2 separate regions of the Hordeum vulgare genome follow, and region 1 is linked to region 2. A link is a contact called in public Hi-C data. All regions are on one chromosome and are shown on one strand. Each heading gives the region's core, a stretch centred on a gene start, on an enhancer-like site or on the middle of the called end of the contact. The rest is flanking DNA. Distances are from core to core; before and after follow the strand shown. Region 1 holds the start of LOC123426397 (sulfoquinovosyl transferase SQD2-like). Region 2 holds the start of LOC123426396.

Region 1 (6,607 bases), core at 175-2,674, 400 kb before region 2:
ACATCGGTGATACTCTTGGTGAAGGCGGAGACGATGGTGGCATCGGAGGCCCTCGGGATCCTATTGCGCACCTGGCTAAAGTGATGGATGAACTTGCGGAGGGGCTCGTTAGGGCACTGGCGCACGACCCGCGGGTCGTTGAGCGTGAGGAGGTGGTCGCTCGTGCCCGCAAAGTTAGCGACAAACTGCTTGCATAGGTCCTCCCGTGAAGAGATGGACGCCTCATGGAGGTTCTGGAGCCATGCGCGTGCTGCGTCCTTGAGGGTCACGGGGAGCTAGTTTTCCATGACCTGGTCGTCGTCCTTTGTGGCCTGGATGCTGATGCTATAAAGCACGAGGAACTCCATGAGGTTGGCGCTGCTGTCGTAGCAAGGAGGAAGCTTCGGCTTGAACTTGTCAGGCCACACCATGCAGCACAGCTCGAGGGTGAGGGCCAAGTAGGCCCCGGTGGTGGAGACACCTCCGTTGAGGGCCGCGCAATTCTGGTGCCCATCAATGGCGACGTCCTGGAGAACACGGTCCTCGCGGTTGGGCGCCCTCTCGTGACCCGCATGCGCGTCTTGGGGCGCGTGGTGGATGATTTGGCAATTCTCGTCGTCGACCGCCGGTGCCATCGGCCCGTGGGGTGGCTTCGCCGTGCGCGTCGGAGGAAGAGGAGGAGGCGGAGCCTCGTGCTCGGCTTGGTCGACATGTGACGGTGGAGGGAGCATGGAGCGGGAGGGCGCCGGACCATCATGGCCCAAGGTGGTGTGCGCGGTGTCGACGAGCTCGGTGAAGCGCTCGAGCCAGGCCTCGTAGCCGTCGTTGGCGGGGCGATAGCGCAGAAGCTTCTGGGTCATGAGCAGTGCGACGTGCGGACTAGGAGGGTTACGACGCGCGAGCGAGGAGACGACGGTAGAGTAGTCACGTGCTTGGTCGTTCACAGACGGGTGGACGGAGGAGGCCAAGCGCTCCCCAACAGGCTCTGTGGCGGCCCGGGGCGCCGCCCGGGAGTGCCAAGGGCGGCAGGCACGACAGGTGCCCTAGACCCGGGGTATCACGGTCCGTCTGCCTCTTTTGAGCCAGCCTACGCGTTGTTCTTCGGGCCAACGACAGACGGGCCATGATACCCCAGGTCTCATTGAGCCGACACTCTTTAAGTTTACTTGTAATCTTGGAGTAGGTAGATATGTTTGGTGGGACAATCCTCATGATCCAAACGTTGTACCTATGTCTATTGTTGCTAATGAATAAAACGGCGAGATTTTTTTTAGAAAAAAACCTCCAAAAAAAGTCTTGTGTTGGCAGAAAAAAAAGGGAGAACCAGTCGCATGTTTGGTGAGTGGCTAGCACTTGGGAGCTGATTGGCTGGAATCGGATAATGCGATATCTCGTGGAACTCGGGGCCCAAATGTTCCCCGAGATTTGGCCTTTTCGATCCCTCAATCAAACCGCAAAGAGTGGAAGAGCGATACAGCGCGTGCGTGTGTGTAGAGATGCGGTCGCTCAGTCATGGCTTGATGCCTTGATCAATTCGATTTGGCATTCGAATATGCTCGTCTCGTGTGGTGCGTTCGAAACTTCGAATATGCGAGTGCGTCAAAGGCCAAGGCCAAGGCCAAGAGGGAACCCCTGACTTGCGTCCACTCCCCTCTCCAGCTCCAAGCTCCAGCTCTGCTTTCTTCGCCTCGCCCCAGTGAGCGAGTAACCTCAATCGATTCGATTCGATTCAACCAAAGCAAACGAGTATCGGAAAAGGATTAAATTGCTGCAAGGACGAGGCAAGGATGGCGAGGGCGGCGCCCATCCTCGCCGTGTCCAAGCCGTCTCCTCTCCCTCTAATCGCTCCGTCGTCACGCCAACGGGCTGGCTCCCTTCGCCTGCATCGCCGCCACCTCCTCCTCCCATTCTCGCCGTCGTCGTCATGCAGCACCAGCACCAGTGCCTCTTCCTCCTCCTCCTCGTCGCCGGTCTTGCTGCGGGACGACGAGCTGGACCACCAGGAGGAGCCCCCGCCCGCTTCGGAAGCCGACTCGCGGCCCCGCCGCATCGCGCTCTTCGTTGAGCCCTCCCCCTTCGCCTACGTCTCCGGCTACAAGAACCGCTTCCAGAACTTCATCAAGTACCTCCGCGAGATGGGCGACGAGGTCATCGTCATCACCACCCACGAGGGCGTCCCCGACGAGTTCCACGGCGCCAAGCTCATCGGATCCTGGAGCTTCCCTTGCCCCTGGTATCAGAAGGTCCCGCTCTCGCTTGCCCTCAGCCCCAGAATCATTGGAGAAGTCGCTAGGTTCAAGCCCGACATTATCCACGCCTCTTCCCCTGGAATCATGGTATGCTACTAACCAATCTCCTTTCTGTATTTCGACAATAATGGAGATTTCATATTTTTCCTTAAATTCCCAGGTATTCGGCGCCCTAATCATCGCAAAATTGCTATGCGTCCCTCTAGTAATGTCCTACCACACCCATGTTCCAATGTGAGTTGACTAACCTTCCCCTTTGACAAATTTACAACTCATGCACACCCATTTCCAAAACACAAGGAGATTTTATGCCAGCAACAGAACTGCAACTTGAACAAAACTGAAAATATATCTTCTCTTATCTAGGCCAACACAGCTAGACCATTTAATTAATCTTCAGCTCCTAGCAGAAAAACACCATCCACGATGTTATGTGCATTTCGTGAATGATATCTATAATCCAAGGAATTATGGGTTAATTTATCCAGCTAGAGAGGCGACCTGATCCTTGTTTATCTATGACAGTTATATTCCCAGGTATACATTCAGCTGGCTTGTCAAGCCCATGTGGCTAGTTATAAGTAAGTTTTCTCTTATGTACCGTACACTAATGTGAGAAGTTTTTGCAGTCTGCAAAAACGTCTTACATTAGTGTACAGAGGGAGTACTTCACAAATGTATAACCTCTCTTGCCAGACTAGCCAGCTGATACAATCTTCGCTTGATATAGAATTCTTGCACCGAGCTGCGGATCTCACACTGGTACCATCAGCCGCTATTGGCAGGGACCTTAAAGCAGCCCGTGTTACAGCAGGTTTGCGCAAACATACATACTACTCCATGCTATCACTTTTTTCCAAGGTCCAACATCTTCCTCTCACGGTGCATGTTTCCAGCCAATAAGATACGCCTTTGGAACAAGGGCGTGGATTCAGAAAGCTTCCATCCTCGTTTCCGTAATCAGGAAATGCGGTCAATGCTAACGTATGTAATCTAGTTTGCTCAGCTGGTCCATTTGTGATGCAGTTTTAATGATGCTAATGGGTTCTTGCCTCGCCGAGTATGTCAAGGAAACTGCAGAATGAGTCGATATGATCAGATATATCTTTCACGTGACTAACTGTGTTGCTTGTATGCTTCTTCTATATGACAGGAACGGTGAACCAGAGAAGCCACTGATAATCTATGTTGGACGCTTAGGAGTTGAGAAAAGCTTGGATTTTCATAAGAGGTGAGCTCATGACGTTTCTGATTTTTAACGCTGCAGTGCAAAGTGAAAGGTGTGTGTGATCGAAACCTTACCTGCTGCTCATGCCCCCTTATTGTTACCATAATGTTTTATTGACATAATTTAATCTTGATCTTTTTATCTAGCTAATTCATATCCTGCGTTCACCAAGTGTCACTCACTGCTGACATCGGATTCTGTTTTTTCCAGAGTCATGGACCGACTTCCAGGAGCAAGAATTGCATTCATTGGAGATGGCCCATTCAGGTGTGGATCGTTATATCATAGAAACTAGTTAATTTCTTCCTTCAGTAGAAAAAGGCACAGTGTAGTTGATTTGACTGTTGAAATTGCTAACTACTGATCTATTCTCCAAAGTGACTCTTGCATATTGTCATGAAACTTGCTTCTTCTTTTATGTAATAAGAGACTGAAATCCTCTTGTAAGAAGAGTACACACTGTTGCCATGCTTAAAATGTGCCTTCTACTGCAGGCCTGAACTTGAAGAGATGTTTTCAGGAATGCCTGCAGTGTTCACAGGGACATTGCAAGGGGAAGAACTGTCACAGGCCTATGCCAGTGGGGATGTGTTTGTGATGCCTTCTGAATCAGAGACGCTGGGTTTTGTTGTGTTGGAGGCAATGTCATCGGGAGTTCCGGTGGTCGCTGCTCGAGCTGGAGGCATACCTGACATTATTCCTGAGGACCAGGAAGGAAAGACCAGCTTTCTGTACACACCGGGTGATGTCGATGACTGTGTTGGGAAGGTTGAACGCCTGCTCTCCTGTGAAGAGTTGAGAGAGACAATGGGGAAGGCCGCCAGGAAGGAGATGGAGAAATTTGGCTGGAAGGCGGCGACGAGGAAAATTCGGAACGAGCAGTACAGCGCCGCGATTTGGTTCTGGCGCAAGAAGAGATCGCAGCTGCTGAGACCACTCCAGTGGGTGTTCCGGAGGCTCTTCAGGTCTGCTCCTGTTCCCGCCGCCGCCATAACAAATCAGTCATAGGAGATTCGTTGTATTCAAGTCATAGAATCAATCAACCATTCTGTTGAGCCCATCAGTCTTGGAAGATAGAAAGAATCCTGGGACACCTAACGTGAATATGTAATGCTTAATTAAATTGGAGCCAACAGAAGTAACTCCAGTTTGCTCTGGAGGTAGGCTGTAAATGTTATACTGCTTGCTATTCGTTGACACCAGATTTTGGCTTACACAAGACGTCTTTATAACATCCCTGAGAGCATCTCCAACAACATTGCTATTCTGACTTGCTAAAAACTAAAAACTAGGTATAGCAGGAGGAAAGAGAACATTTAGCAACCCCAACAGTTTTTTGTTTCAATAGCATTGCTATAAAATTTAGCAAGCCTCTCAATGACACGTGGGGACCTGTGCCAGGCCCAAGGCAGCAGGAATCTAGGAGGCGGCGGGGTCCACTTGTCAATGAAACAAAGGGATGTAGGGGACCATAAAAATTGGGTTGCTAAAAATTATAGCAAGTGCCTCTCCACTTTGCAAATATGCCAAGTGTGGGTGCAAATATAGCAAGCTTTGTAAAACAATTTGTGAGGGACCACTTATACAAAAGCTGTTGGAGCAACATTTTTGGGCCAAGTTGCTATATTTCCAGTTTTTGCAATCCTAGCCAAATATACAAAGGTTGTTGGAGATGCTCTAAAATAAGACAAGACCACCTTTAACACGAAAGTTGTGGGTCCAAACCCCCCTCCCCAGCGTGCACCCTGCTGGCGGCGGTGACGACGCCTTTCCCGTCTAAGGCCAACTCCAGCGTGCGATCCTATCCTGTCCGTTCGCGTCTGAACAAAACAGACACATCAGGCGGCCCAGCACGCGGGCGCAAACGAACATTTGTCCGTTTTCTGTCTGCTTTCGACCCATTCCCGGCCCAAACTTGGTCCGGTTTTAGGTGAAACGAACATCACGCGGACGGGCGGGACGCACGCGCTTGCCTTCCCCTGGCTCGCCCGTCGGTGGCACAAAGCAGCACGACCTTCCCGCCCCCACGCCCCATTCCATTTCATTTCCCCCCAAAACCCTCCCACGCCTCGCCCTCCCCTCCGCCCGCCACCCTCCCGCAATGGACGATCCCCCGCCGAATTTCGGCGACCCGTCCGTCGCCCCGGCCACCAAGGCGAAGAAGAAGGCGCCCCAGGGTACGAAGAAGCCGCGGTTGGAGCTCATGCCGGAGGTGATCGCAAAGCTGGACGCGGAATCGGCCAAGAGGCGGAACCAGCGGGCAGAGGCGAAGAGGAAGGACACCGTGGCCGTGTAAGCCATCGAGCTCGCTGCGTTGGAGGCCGCGCGGCAGAAGGTCGATGCTCAAGAGAGGGAGGACATCATCAGCAAAGCGCACGCCCTCTTCATGATGGGGTTGTGCCGTCCGATGAGCCTCGCGGCTGCGCCCGTCGGGTCGACGAGCACAAGCTCCTCGGTTGTCTGGCCTCCGCGGTGCCCCTCCCCGACGTCGTCGACCACGCCATTGTCGTCCGGTTTCCCTCCGCCAAGGTGCCAAGCCCAGACCCGTTTGTCGGATCGTCGGAAGTCAGCATGATCGCTCCGTCCATGCCGCACCCCTTGACCTCAACGTCACGCCGGGGTCCTGCAGTGGCGGCCGCCTGTCCTTCAAGATGCAAAGAAAGCAAGGCCGACCGCCGTCTACAGCCACCATGCCAACAAGGCAAGGAGGATCAAATGAAGCAATACATGGAGCAGCAAACAAAGAAGCTTGAGATGGAGGAGGCGTCCAAGAAGAGGAAGATCGACATGGAGGAGGCGGCCAGGCAGAGGCAGCTCGACATCGAGGAGGCGGTCAGGCAGAGGCAGCTCGACATCGAGGCCGCCAATGCCACTGCCAGCCAGAGGCAGCTGGACATCGAGGCCGCCAATGCTGCAACCAAAGCAAAGGAGGTGGCGCCGACGATCATGAGCGTGGACTTGAGCAAGATGAGCGAGAAGACAAGGAGCTGGTTCGAGGCCCGGCAGAAAGAGATGTTCGACGCCGATGGCCTGAACTAGGGCGTCATATCGGCCGTGGCCGTTCTTTTTTTGGAGGCCGACATGGTGAGCCAGCCGCTGGCTGTGTTGCCGGCGAAAAACCTATTATTTTTCGGAGGCCTGCTGTGTTACC
Region 2 (6,001 bases), core at 330-2,829:
ACCACGAGTTTCCGGAGGACTACGAGCAAGAGGAAGAGGACGAGTGTGACATCGAAGGGGAGCCTTTGTTTGAGGACAAGCTCGCCAACCAAGCCGCCTGTGCGAAGCGGCCGAATCACAAGAGCAAGCGGACCAAGGCACACACGGCGGCTGAGGACAAGCTTCTTTGCGAGTGTTGGAGAGACATTGGGCAAGACCCCAAGACGTGCGCCAAACAAAAGCATTCAACGTTTTGGATTCGTGTCCACCGTGAGTTTCATGAGCGCAAGAAGTTTCCGCCGTACCAAATAGTAAGCACGCGCGGGTGGGTGTCTATTTTGAAGCGATGGAGGGTGATCCAACAAGTGTGCAACAAGATTTGTGCCACTCTTGAGAGCGTCAAGGCCCGTCCTGTGAGCGGCATCGACATGCAAGACATGGTATGCTAGCAAGGCGCCCTCTTTTGTGTCATCAAGTTTATGCTTGCGTGTTCATTTGCATACCATTTGCCAATATGCCTGCATGAAATACATTTGTAGGCATTTTAAGCTTTGGAGGCATTCAAGGTCCAACACAATGACAAGTGCTTCAACCTCTTCCATTGCTTTAGGGTCATCAAAGGCGAGGAGAAGTTCATGGCACAATATGCCGTCCTCAAGTCGCGTGGGGGAAGCAAGCCGTGGAGGAGGTTGGGCACGGTGAGCACGCACGGCCGCGGGGGAAGACCAACTCCAAGAAGGAGGACAAGCGGGATGCGGCGTCGAACGCCTTGATCGCAAGCGTGGAGGGCATAATGAGCAAGAAGGACTCAAGGGAGGAGGAGCGCCAGCGTTACAAACAAGAGCAAATGAACGCCTTCATGGAGATCCAAAGGAGGACACTTGAGATGAACACTGAGAAGCAAACCAAGATGCTTGAGATGGAGGGGAGAAACAAGCCAAGATGCTAGAGATTAAGGCCGGCAACGCCAAGGCCAAGGCAAAAGAAGTGACTCTCGCGAGCATGATGACCGGGGTGGAGATCATGAAGGTAGATCTCAACACCGTGTCGCCAAGGAAGAGGTCGTGGTTTGAGAAGATGCAAGCCAACATGCTCAAGTTCGACGAGGAGTGATCTATGACCGCGAGCCTTTTTTTGTATGCCGACACGTGTGCTGGCATGACCACGAGACCGCGATGGCGTGGTCGAACTTAAATTACATCCCTTTTTGTATGCTCGCATGTGTGTCGGCCGCTGGCGAGTGCGCCAACATGAACTGTATGGTGATTGTATGCCGGCGCTGGCAATGATGCTGGCATGATCTATGGTCTCTCGCATGATCTATGACCGCGGACCTTTTTTAAAAATTATGTACGGACATGAAATGGATCGACGCATTGAACGCACTGCTGATCCAAACTTAAAACAGGACGAACGTCGGACGGGCGATTGATCCAAACGGATACAAAAGCATACAAAAACATAATCCATTTGAGTCGGTCCATCTTAAGTTGCTTTAAGATAGAACGGATGAGGGCACGAGGAGGTTTCACCGGTGCCCATACGTGTGTTACCAAACCGGAGCGTTTGAACCTATGCCGAGAGGAAGTGTGCCTTGGCTGGTGGTCGTTTCCTTGTGCAGGGCGGAGATGGGTGGATATGGGGCCCAAAGTTGGACGGACGAGACGGAGAGGATGGATCGGGGCCACACCCCGAGGGGCGCAATTGCAATCAGTCGCTTGGAAAATATCTGCCTCCTCTCCACCCGGTCTGCGATTGATTTGGTTCTGGTCTCGTGGTTCCCCTCCCGTCTCCTGTCTCATCTCGCTCTCTCCTCCCCCAATCCTGTCTCCCACCAGATTCGAGCAAACCCTAGGATTCCCTCCTGCCTTTCTCCCGATGGGTGAGCCGCCAAGCCGAGATGGATCCTATTCCTCCTTCCCTAACTCCGACGACGACGAGCCGGAGACCTCCGGATCGGAACGAGGAGGAGGAGGAGGAGAGGATGCTCATCGCCCGCTGCCTCTCCGCCAGCAGCTCGTTGGGGCCTGCCGCGCCGACGACCGTCTCAGGCCCCTCCTCACCCTCAACGTGTCATGCTCCGCCGCCGAGAACCGCTTCATATCTCACCTCTCTCAGGTGACATTTCCTATCCCTGTGGTCGATAAGTGCCATCGATTGGTTCTCTTCTCACCTCATCGGGCGGGCGCTGCAGCACTTTGAGGTCTCGGAGGTGGGCATGCTGGCAAGGTGTCTCTGCGTTCCTCTCGTCTCTCTGCGCGTCGGCAAGGTCGATCGCCACGGCGCCCTCCTCTGCCCAACAACCATCAGGTAGCCACCCACAAATTTAACTTCAACCGGATTGCTTTTGCACCACAAATATACCAGCTACCAGAGGAACACGCACATGATGGCTTCTCTTTTAGATTGCCACCGTTGTGTGTCGCACACGTTGTCATGAAATGATTAATATTGTAGGGCATGTCTAGTTCTCTCGTTTGCTAACTGTCTAGCATGCCTGCTGCGTATGAAGCATGGATGCAGTCAGATAATTTTTATACCTGCCAGAGGACATTGTGTCTTCTGTCCGGACACTGAGCTTTTGCTGATGCTGACTTTTTTTTTTCTGAATTAAGTGCACCAAATAACAAAATTGTTAATCTGCCAGACAGAACGGAAATTTTAGAAGGAAATGTATCATCATGTAGTTGTTCTGGTGATTCTGGAAAATTACGTGTGTATCCGTGTGATGTGGTAAATATCGTGCACATTCTACATTCATTGCAGCCGTTATTCACTTAGAAATATGTTGGTGCAACATAAGTCGTCAAATTGTTGCATTTCATGTTACTCGAGTCTAGTCAGATATGCCAGTCTGGTTAAGTGATGAACCTTCTCTTAGTTGCATGGGAATAGTATGACATTCGAGTGTCATGATTCAGTAAGTTTCTCAATAATATCATTCCCAATCTATAACAAACTGAATATTCCTATTTCTGGTAGTCACCCTTTTCACGTCATTGTCACAGCCTAGTTAGGATTTTGTTCATACAGCTACTCTGCTGTGTTGCAGAATGCTGTAACATGTATTTCCTTCATGTTATTTTGTTCTTGCGATTATCTCTGCTATTTAAGCATTTTGTCCGGTTTCATTATTAACATGGCGTTTTTCTTGTTCTTGTACTTCATGACACCTGATAATTGCTTTTTGTGGAGAGGTGTTTTCAGCTATTCTGACCTCATTAAGAAGGATGTATCGTATGCTAGATTATTGATTCTAGGATTACATGTTTCATCTTATTAGTGATGGCATTGTTCATCTACCAAATAAATTATGTTTCCATTTGTAGGTAATTTGGGCATGTGTCATAATCTCTGATATATGAGGAAAGAGAAGGTAGTTTCCTTCATGCCTTACGGTATTATGTTACCTGCATTAATAATAACTAATCACACACATCACGATTGCAGTCTTAGATGAGATTGGATCAATAGGATTCTGGACTATTTGATGCTTTAGATGAAATTTTTATTGGTACTTCAAAGAGTTTGATATCTCATTTATTGATGTTTTCACATACTTCTGTGTTCCAGTTATCATGTGTATGTTTTGTGGTTGCAGTTAGCTTATCACAGGCTCCTCCAGTGTTGATTTATGCAGCAGTTTACTGTTTGTTTCACTGCAGACAGTTAGGGACATGTATCAATGTGTTCACACCAATGTTCATTCTAAAACCAGTTATCCTACCTATGCTTAATGAGCTGTTCCATCCAATATCTGTTTTATGTTTTATAGCCGTGTTTTTATCTTCCTCTCCACCCATGTTGTGTACTTAATGTACCCTGTCTATTCTTTGTTACATACGCCTTCCTTCAATTCACCATCGATGTTTTTATCGACATTTCTACCATCGGCAATCATTTCTCTCCATTTTTCAGTTCAAATTGATTGAGGTTTTCCCTTAAATGGAGGTCACTGACCATAATTGACTATGGATGGTTCGTATTACTTTGCCCTAATTTTTTGCAATATAATCATCCACTTATCGGAATTTATTGTAGACTTTGTGCAACTAAAATCATAACTTGCCTGTGCTATGATCTGGCACAACTTGTCTAAGGAGATTTAGTTTTTGATTTATCACCTGCGAAGGAAAAAACATTAGATGTTTCATGATTCTTTCGTACGAGTGATAAGGCAGTGCTGCAGCTTTTCTTGAAGAAACATTTGTCAAATACTGTAATTTGGTATTTGTATTCAGTGCTTTCACTTATTCCTATTAAAAGGCAAATCTGCTATTTTTCTTAAAAATCATCTTCAAGTACTGTATGTTGGTGGTTATTTTATGGTCTGCCTATGATATGGTGCTGAGGAACTTATATTCTACACTGCCCTCCAGTGTCTCTGGTGGAAACCTATATTTGAGCGCTTAAGTCTCTATGCTCTATCACTTATTCCTTAACTATGTGCTCATTTGCACGGCTATTCTTTGCATTCAAGAATGTCTATGTAATCTTCTTCTAGTATTTTCTATTGAAGTTCCTCTGTGATCTGATTTCATTTAGTTGGTTGAAATGTATTCTTTTTTTTTTCTCAGTGTTCTTTCGGTAGCAAGCCAAAAAACTGCTGTGATACTGGAAAAAAAATCTTTGTTATTTTATTTGTTCGGAATAGAAAGTCAGGGATCTTACATGCACTCACTTCCTATGTACAGAGGGAAGCTTAGCCTTGGCCTTCTGCCTTCATCGAGCATGCGCCTTGCCTTCTCCGGTGATGATGGTTGTTCAGAGGAACTGGCTCTCCTGAACGATGGCCTCGAAGTTTCAGAAGTTGTGATTGAAGAAATACCAGCTGATAATTCTGGACGTTCTTTCCTCATCAGGATTTCAGAATCTAAAAGATTGTACTACTGGTGCGCTGAAAAGTCGAAGGAATGCGGAATGGAGCTTCTTGCAAAGGTTTGTATTTTGTAGTGGCCACCAAATTATTGTTTAAATGTACCACGAACCATGTGCAATATTGACTGGGATGTGCCACATCTAACATAGAGAGCAAACCCCAAGAACTGGAGCCTATCCACATAAACTGCAATTGTAATATAATTTTAATCGTCATGCAAAATCGCATGTACTATGGTATGCTGATTCTCTCTCAATTTTTTTTGATACAGATGAAAAATCTACTTCAGGGCCGGCCAACCCTCTCTGATCTCACAGGCATCTCCAATTCGCGACTTGATGCTTTTGTTACTAATTTACATGCTTATCTTCTTGCACCAAGTATTGGAGATGCTAAATTGTTGGGAGCATCTACTGCCCTCCTCAGTACTTCAAGCTCGCAAGGGCAACTTTTACAATCCCCGTCAGCCGTTTCCAGGTCTTCAAGGTCTCGCACCTCTGCTGCTAATGCAACAAAAGCAAACTCGATCTATCAAGCCAGTCTGAGTCCCAGGTCCAGCACTTTTAAAGATGGGGTGCCAAGAACCTCTTGTGCAAAGGTTGTTGGGAGAGAGAAGCTGAAGCGGCGCGGGGACTGGTTGGGCCCATCAACTGCTCTGATCGATGCAAATCCTTTGATAGCAAAGAGTGTTAACCCTGATTCAACCAGTGAAGTGTGTGATGGGGATTGTTCAAAAAACAGTATCACTTCAGCTCCTTCACTAGACCTGCCTCTTTCATTTCCCTTGCTGCCATCTCTTTATCCTTTTGCGACTCAATGTCCACTCCCTGAGGGTTCTTCAGAGAATCCATTTAAGCCTTACTATTGCTGGTGTCCGCCATGCCCATCGTCACTGCAGTACAGTGTAACCCCACTGCACATGCCAGTTTCATCTGTAGAACCGTTCCCTCAAACACCTCTGGGCTCGCTGGTATCAAATGAAGTATCATCTATCTCATCATTTTCTGCAAAGTTGGATACAAATAATTCACCATCACTTAATCTTCCATCGATACTGCATGATCCTTCGCTTCACCTCCCGCTTCCTACTTCAATTGTTCCCCTGCATGGTTCTATGGTTTCAACATATCCGTTACTTCATCT

Evidence for each region. A called contact is a pair of places that touch in the nucleus more often than the background predicts.
Region 1: a contact with region 2 is called in a Hi-C map of seedling, with 6 times the contacts expected there. The contact joins the promoter of LOC123426397 here to the promoter of LOC123426396 in region 2. A contact is called at or near these places in 4 of 6 Hi-C or Micro-C datasets (leaf and seedling).

What each region holds. Positions count from the first base shown.
Region 1 is chr2H:393,258,494-393,265,100 of MorexV3_pseudomolecules_assembly, reverse strand. It overlaps LOC123426397 (sulfoquinovosyl transferase SQD2-like), which reads left to right and starts at 1,424. Exons shown (of 8, transcript XM_045110230.1): 1 at 1,424-2,315; 2 at 2,389-2,462; 3 at 2,754-2,809; 4 at 2,959-3,042; 5 at 3,125-3,212; 6 at 3,382-3,459; 7 at 3,667-3,723; 8 at 3,951-4,670. The coding sequence starts at 1,767. The coding sequence ends at 4,464.
Region 2 is chr2H:392,859,055-392,865,055 of MorexV3_pseudomolecules_assembly, reverse strand. It overlaps LOC123426396, which reads left to right and starts at 1,579. Exons shown (of 5, transcript XM_045110228.1): 1 at 1,579-2,097; 2 at 2,174-2,289; 3 at 4,674-4,917; 4 at 5,130-6,001. The coding sequence starts at 1,618.